Regions from separate parts of the Rattus norvegicus genome. Here region 1 is linked to region 2. The links are chromatin contacts, called in public Hi-C maps. All regions are on one chromosome and are shown on one strand. The core of a region is the stretch at or near the end of the contact, and the rest is flanking DNA. Distances in the headings are between cores, read along the strand shown.

Region 1 (3,919 bases), core at 595-3,094, 170 kb before region 2:
GTGGTATGAATAAGAATGGCCCCCATAGGCTCATGTATTTGAGCTTAGTCACCAGGGAGTAGTACTATTTGAAAGGATTAGAAGGATAAGAGACACCGGACTTGGGGTAGGGGATTTAGCTCAGTGGTAGAGCGCTTGCCTAGGAAGGGCAAGGCCCTGGGTTCGGTCCCCAGCTCTGAAAAAAAGAACCAAAAAAAAAAAAAAAAGAGAGAGAGAGAGACACAGGACTTGAGGAAATGTGTCACTGGGAGTAGGCTTCCAGGTTCCAAAAGTACATGGCAAACCTCTTTGTGCCTATGGATAAAGATGGAGTTCTGAGCTACAGGTCCAGTGTCTGCCTGCATGCCAACATGCTTCCTGCTCTGATGATAATGAACTAAACCTCTAAAACTGTAAGCCAGCCCTCAATTAAATGTTTTCTTTTAGAACAGTTGCTTTGGTCATGGTGTGTGTCTTCACAGCAACAGAACAGTGATTAAGACAGTCACCAGTAGTATCTGGTGGGGCTGGTACTGAAACTATAGAAGTCTAGTTTTAGAGACTATGTTATAGGCTAGTGGCTTAGAAGAGACTGAAATTTGCCAAATGCAATGTTTCAATATTAACTGTGAGAGTTCCCATTTTGCAACAGTGTAATTGTTTTTCTCCCATCTCACTCCTCGGCCTCTAATCCATCTTCTCCAAATCGATAGCCTTTCTCCATACTCATCTAAACATTTATACACACTTGTTCTCCAAAAATGGATGCACACTGTATTATATGCACTTCTACACTCTACTTTTCATTCAGAAAAAAATTGGCACCCCTGCCAAAGAATAGCCATGAAACTAACTCTTCCAAAAGAGCTACCATCGAGACAGTGGAAGGTCTGAATGTAACACAGTTCATTCAGCCATGTACTTACTGGTCTACACTCAAGTTAGACGGTGGGTGCTAGGTCTACGGGGCACAGCTTTCCTTATATTTCCACCAGTTTAAAGTTTGTTTTAGATCCCCTGGCAGAATGTTTTACTCACATTGATTTTCAATCATTACAATACTCCCAAGGTTTAGGTATAATCCCATTTTGTCAGTAAGTAAACTGAATTGCCAACAAGTGGCCAGGTCCAAAACTCCAGTTCTGAATTTTTGCCCTGCCTTGAAAGTACACACACCTTCAGTGACAACATCCAGGCTTGGCTATTTAGGTTCAATTTTCCCTTAGTTCCACTGGCCATCCCAGGATTCCTAGACTTTACTGTCTTAAAGTTTCCCCAAGTACCTGCTAAATTCAGAAAAACTTGCAGCTGAGAAGCTTACGCTCCAGCAGAGGCCAGGAGAAAGGAGGTCCTTTCTTTTCTGAGAAGTGATCGGCAATCTCGCTAGGAGACTCTGAGCTGCCAGAAACCTAGACCAACAAGAAACCAAGTAATGACGAGGTGGGAACAAGACTGCAACGCAAACAAAAGAGTGGGCACCACTCACCCTCCCTCAGCATGGAAAATGAACACTCACCGGTAGATTACAAAACTCGGTACCTTCAGGTCCCCTAAACTCTTCGCAAGCGATAACACGTGTTCCGGCTCCCAGAACTCTTGGCCCACTAAACCAACGCCTCCGCCGCAGAGCCAATCAGGAAGTTCTGCATCATCACCAAGCGCCAGATATAGGCAAAGGCCCTGCTAAAGAAGCTCAGTGAACCCCCCCACCAATGCCATGGTAACAGCGCGAACTGCAAGCTGCCCGCGCTATGCCTCCTGGGAGGAGTAGTTCCGGGATGTCTGACCCCTGTTTAGCTATTAAGTGGCGGAACTACAACTCCCAGCATCACCTGAAAGCAGTCTGGGAGGAGACGCGGTTGTCACTGTTGTGGCCCAAGTCTAGGCCTGCGCCTGCAAAAATGCTGCTGGCGCCCCAGGGAGGGTTCGCCTCAAAGAAGAGGATGGAGCTGAGTCGCTGGAAACGGTTATCAAGGAAGCTGAATCTCAAGGTGATCCCGATCGGGAGCTTTGAGGAACACGGGCCGGCCCTAGGCGCCACACAGTCCCGAAGCCATCGGTTTCCCGCCCTGCGCTTCCTCACTCTTCCCCCGGGGGCATCCTTACCTGGCCTTGAGTATCCCAGAGCCAACACAACCCTAGGGAGCTTGGTTTGAGGAACCATGGGGTCTGTGTACTCACTACTGTGGTGGGCTGCATCCTGTAAGGATTATTTCCATCTATGGAGAGGTGTGAGGAGGGTGAGGAGAATTGGCCCCTTTCATCCTTACCTCTGCCACCAATTTTAGGAAACTTTCCGCACATTACTCCCTCTCCCCCTTCAAATCTCAGTTAAGGGGGGTTGCGAAAGGAAAAGAAATCATCACATGAAATTCTCTGCCGTTATCCCTTATATCTCTCTCTTCCAATTTTACAGTAGGAGGCTAAAATGGACTCAGAAGTCCAGGTGGTTGTATCTCAGTATTTTATCCATATGGTAATTAGTAAATTCTACCAACATTCAAAGATAGAGCCTCCCTGTATCACTCACTTCTTCTGTGTATTAGCTCCTAAAGGCACGGGAGGTGGGGTGGGGAGGGAGGGGGGGATAACAAAAACAAACCAAAAAAAAAAAAAAAGACGCCATTATAAATTTGGAACATAACAAAAGTTACAGTCATGCAAAGTTACAGTCACACCAAGTGTGCCTTCCAGAATACCTCTTTAGCTGTCACAAAAATAAATGCTTTAAATGGAAATTTAAATTGAAAAGGAGGGGGCTAGACTTTCAGCTGCAGAGCAGTTTCACCAGCTGCTCTCACCCCTCGGTTACACTTTCCTGTAAGAAGAAAAAAAAATCCTCCAGATACGTGGCTTTTGTGGGGGCCCCAGGTAATCATAAATATATAAATATAGCAACCGTGTGCACAGGGCACATTCCACTCATGCTCCAGATACTAGAGGGCACAGGCCAGAGCATTAAGAGAGTGGAAACTGAGGTTGCTCCGACTGCAAGGTATCGGTTGCATAATAGATGGGACCCAAAATAGCATATGAATATAGATTTGATGATGAAGGCAAAAAAAAAATTGGGACAACTTAGAACTACAAAAAGAGGGATTTCCCCCCCCCCCCCCGATAGTGCTCATTATTACTGTCTAGAGGGTAAAGAAAGTAAAACACAAGACCGCTTTGAAACTCAACTCTGTTTGAAGAGGATCAGCTCTTTCTTTGTTGCAGTGACAAAGTTATTCAGACAGAACAGCTGCATTAATTGTGTGTAAGGTGAGCTGAAGGTGAAGTGTTAGGGTTGGGAAGGAGAATACAATACTCTTTTCAGCAACTTTCTTGTGCCAATTAATAGGTCTGTTGTTCCATCGTTTTGTTTTGTTTTGTTTTTTTTAAAAGAAAATACCTGAATATTTTTGCAAAGCGAACACCCCTGTTTGCTCAGTGATTGCTAGAGTTCTGTAAGCTTCTGGACATCACAGGACAGAGAGGAGGCTCCTCGTGGTCTTCATTTCTCATTTCAGATTAATAGCTGACTGACCTGGCTACAGATCAATTAGTTTTGTTCATTTTGTGCTTGGTGCAACAGTAGAAGTTGAGTAATTTTGTTCCACACCATGACTTTTGTTTTCCCGGGCAGCATCTCAGGTGTAGGAAGGACAGGAAGGAACCCGGCTACTTCTACAAACAGGAAAGAAAGGAGCCTAATAGTCATTAAGCAGAAAAATGACAGGGAGAGGTGAATTAACCAGTGTTAGTATGGGTTTCATGAGGAGTAATAGTTCTATACACTTATATAGAAATACGTACTCCTATACTTTGACTCTTAGCCCTGCAGAACTAAAAAATAACGTGTTGATGCCTAGACTACAGAGCTATTGTGCTACAGTCTCAAGGTAGGTGTAGACAGGAGTAATAAGAATGTCACAGACAAGACTTCCTGTTTCTTCTA
Region 2 (4,065 bases), core at 850-3,349:
GGCTAGAGCACACACACACACACACACACACACACACACACACACACACACACGAATGAATGAATGAATGGTACTCATTTAAATTCTTCATGGTCACACTAGGCCTGTGAAATGTTACTGCCCACGTTTTAGGTATGTCTCCTCTGTCTGCCTTTCACAGTCAGAACCAGTGGCTTGTCTCTTCCCTAGTTTAGATCCTGTCTCACTGACACAGCACTATCAAATGCAAACTTTACAGGCAAGAGCTCAACTGAGGCAAATCTAGGTTCATGATGCAACTACTGAGTGAGGACGTGACCTTTTCCCCCTCTCTCTGTTACACAGAGGCCACAGTCCTGGAAAAGGGTCATTCCTCTCTCGGACTTTCTACCTTCCCGAAATGGAACTTGGGTTTAACTGAGTGCACAGTGACCGGCATTTGGATACTCTTTGAACAGCGTCAAGCCACATGGCTACATGTGTTGGAGTTCTGTGGAGGACTACTGCTTTTCCCTGTAACCAGATGTCCCTGGTACAGGGCAGGCCCAAAGGGTTTGCACATCTGTTGGAAACTTGAGGAAGTCCTCTTGACACTAGCAGTGAAATGCCCTGACACACGACCGGCCGCATCTGGGCATGTTATAGATTCTAGGATCACAGCCGGAGAAGTTGCCCCTGTTTCACTGATACCTGAAGTATAAAGCAGGGTCACACACACTAAATCCATAAGACAAGCCCTACCAGACACTCCTGGTCCTCTTCAGAGCTCTAGGTAGACCTACACTGCGCAAAGCTTTGTCAAAATATAACTCAGCTTTTGAGCAAGGTTTTCAATGGGACTCTCACTTTTCCTCACCAATTTCAAGGTTCAGCTCTCAGAGGGGGCACAATGGCCTTAAGAGAAAATCCAATTAAGTAGTACTGGGGAGCTAGCACAGTAGGTAAAGCATGAAACATGAGGACCTGAATTCACCCCCAGAGGCCACCTACACACACATACAAACACACACAAAGGCCCAGCACCTTGGCATGTTTGTTCTCCCAGTTTTGGGATGGTGAAGACAAGCAGATCCCTGGGCTCCTTGGTTCCTTGACCAGCCAGGCTCACACAATCTATATATAAGCCCCAGGAGGCTCTTCACCTTGCTCTGGAAGGCCTTCCCTGCCCTCCCTCAGGACCTCAATTATGTCAGTAATAGACACATCATTTCACACCGTTAAGGTTTGAGGGTGGCACCATCAGTTCTGCCTTAGCTGTGTCACTCACACTAACTAGTCTCCTTAATTCCACAGAAGGGATAATGTTCCCCCTCCCCTTACTTGGCTAATAGGTTCACTGTCTTATTCTGGACAACCCGGCCTGACAATTGTTGTATAAAGCTCACCAGTATCCTATTTCATAGTAATGATTTGTCAGCCAGTTGAAACAAAGCATTCATTCATTTGTTCATCCAACAGTTATTTGAGCCGTATCCTTCAGTACACTAAAATACTTCTCTGAAAGAAAAATGTCTACACACGACCACCGGAACACAGGGAGTATAGTGTTGAGAAATTCAAGTAACATGGCAACAAAAGCCTTTCACCCTAAACACTAACTGTCCATTATCAGATAAGGTACTAATCAACAAACGACAGTGCTAGTTGAAACCAAACACTTGGTTGAGAGCCTGGGGACTTAAACTTTGTGAGCCCTGTTAACCAACGGCCGATGGTGAAGGGAGGCTGGCAAGAGGAATACCAAGTCAAAATCACCACAATGGAACCAGACTCACTAGGATCTGGGGCTGAGACATCTGGACTCGGGCATCTTGGGGACCAAATTAACACTCCGTCGCCTAGCCAGGAACGGGCTCGCGGGAGACACAGGAAACAGTTTCCTTGGTAACAACTTTTCGAATTACGCCAAAGAGTACTGAGGGGAGGGAAGGGAGGAATTAATTATCATAATCGGAGCGGGTTCAAACAACCATGCAGAGGAAACTGCCGGCGAAGCCACCTCTCGGGAGCCAGTCCCTCGAGGCTGCTTACCTGGCGGGCCGTCAGAGCGCCCTCCATCGCGGCACCCTCCCGCGGCGGCACCCCGCACGCGCGTCCCTGAGAGCTCCGGGGCGGGAGAGAGCCAGCCAGGCGCGTGCCCGACGCGCGCTCCCGGCCCCGGCCCTCGGAATCCCCACCTCCACAGCAGCCCGAGCGCCTTGCGTCCTCTGGTGGCAATTAATGACTATTGCCTGTGGCGAAGTCCTTAAAAGGCTAATTTGTTAGCCAGGGCGTTAACCACCCTTTAGTAGGAAATCGGCGATGAGCCTTAATTCCCGGGTCTGCCCTGAAAAGCAGAGGGTTTGTTATTCTTTGATGGGACTAGAATTTCAGTTTGGACAGAAGATAGTATTCTGCAGATAGGATAGTTGTTCTCCAACATGAGTGCACTAGACCTCACTAAACTATACGATAAAATCTAATAAAACAGGCAGGACGATAATACATGCCCATAAACCAAGATAGGGAGGCAGGAAGACTGTGACTTGGGGACCAGCCTGACCACACTGAAGTTGAAGACCAGACCAGGGAGACCTTGTCTCACAAACGAAAAGGGGGGGGGGGTAAAACAAACAAACAAACAAAGCATTTGGTAAAATTTTGTTTCTCTTGTATACCTATAAAACTCACAAAGCAACGCCATCAAGTAATAGAACAACCAGAACTAGATACAGCCCCGTGGGGAGGCACAGCCTGATTTCTAGCATTGCCTCCTTATATTTAAAATACCAGGGGTTTGGAGAGGTGTTGGCTTCCACCAATATTGCACTTAAATGCACAACCTTGCGCACACACACACACACACACACACACACACACACACAGAGAGAGAGAGAGAGAGAGAGAGAGAGAGAGAGAGAGAGAGAGAGATACACCCCTCTTAAAATTAACATTTATAGAAAACAGTGGAAAGGAGACTGGAAAGTGCTCCAGTGAACAGTTAACATCTCCTTAGGCTCCAAGGACGGATGGTAATAGAAGCAACGAATTGGAAGAAGAAAAGGTGCTTAGAACTGGGATTGTAACAGGCTTCGGCTACAATGTTAAGTATAAGGCAGGTGACTGGCTAGAGGGGCAATTTAAGACGCAGAGTAAGAAAAGCAGTGGCCTGGAATTGAGACAAGAATTATTGAAAGCGTAACACAGCAAAGAGAGAGGAGATGATAAACAAGGACCCGGGTTCTTCCATAGGAAAAGCAACTTCGGCCAGGCAGGAAGGCTTGTGCCAGTAATCACAGCAAGGAGGTGAGGGGAGCAAGACTGGGAGTTCAAGGCCAGCCTCGGCTGGACCTTGCTACATAATGAATTTGACGCCTCAAAATCAGCAAAAAGGGAAAAGAAAAAGAGGAAAGTGACCTATGAGCTGGTGGATGGATCTAGTAGGAGAAGTATAGTTCTTAGTCATGAATTTCAAAGCTGGGCTTTAAAGGAAGAAGGAAGGAAAGAAAGAGACCGGCCCCTTCCTGGCTTTGGTGGCACTTGGGTGACTATCATTGCATGACACTTCACCCAAAGCCTCAGTATCAGAGTGAGAACAGCCATTCACTATCTCTTGTAATTTCCATGGGTCGGAGATATGGACAGAGAACAGGTGGGAAGTTCTGGCTCATGGTCTCTCACAGCACTGCCCTAGGTGAGCACAGGCAGCTCCAAGTCATCAAACCCCCTGGCTGATCCTGAACCCAGAAGATCCACTTCCAAAGAGTCTCACTTACAGGGCTGTCAGCCTGGCACTGGCTGTTGGTCTGGGGCGTCGAAGGTTCCTCTCTGCTAGGGCTTCTCCATAGGACAGCTTGAGTCCTCATGCTGTGGCCGTGGCCTTCCTCAGAATGTACCACCCGAGAGACCCGGATGGAAGCCCCAGTGCTTTCTATGACCTAACCTTGGAAGCAGCACATGCTCATACTGCATTCTACCGGGGATCAGTCTGCATTGTGTCACTAACAGGGACAGGAACACAGTGACACTGGAGAAAACAACTTGAGTGGCCTGCAGAGAGGACAAGATCCTCGAAGGAAAGCCAGGAGGCCATGGGAGTTTAGAGAA

Evidence for each region. Hi-C and Micro-C count contacts between places; a contact is called where the count stands out from the background.
Region 1: a Hi-C map of Schwann cells shows a contact between it and region 2, with 7 times the contacts expected there. The contact joins the promoter of Ccdc191 here to the promoter of Gramd1c in region 2. A contact is called at or near these places in 3 of 12 Hi-C or Micro-C datasets (Schwann cells, frontal cortex and mammary epithelial cells).

What each region holds. Positions count from the first base shown.
Region 1 is chr11:70,310,044-70,313,962 of GRCr8, reverse strand. It overlaps Ccdc191 (coiled-coil domain containing 191), which reads left to right and starts at 1,844. Exons shown (of 17, transcript NM_001427765.1): 1 at 1,844-1,970. The coding sequence starts at 1,881. It also overlaps a transcript of Qtrt2 not described here.
Region 2 is chr11:70,138,964-70,143,028 of GRCr8, reverse strand. It overlaps Gramd1c (GRAM domain containing 1C), which reads right to left and starts at 2,099. Exons shown (of 18, transcript NM_001191826.2): 1 at 2,011-2,099. The coding sequence starts at 2,037. It overlaps LOC134481070 (a long non-coding RNA gene), which reads left to right and starts at 3,944. Exons shown (of 3, transcript XR_010056282.1): 1 at 3,944-4,065.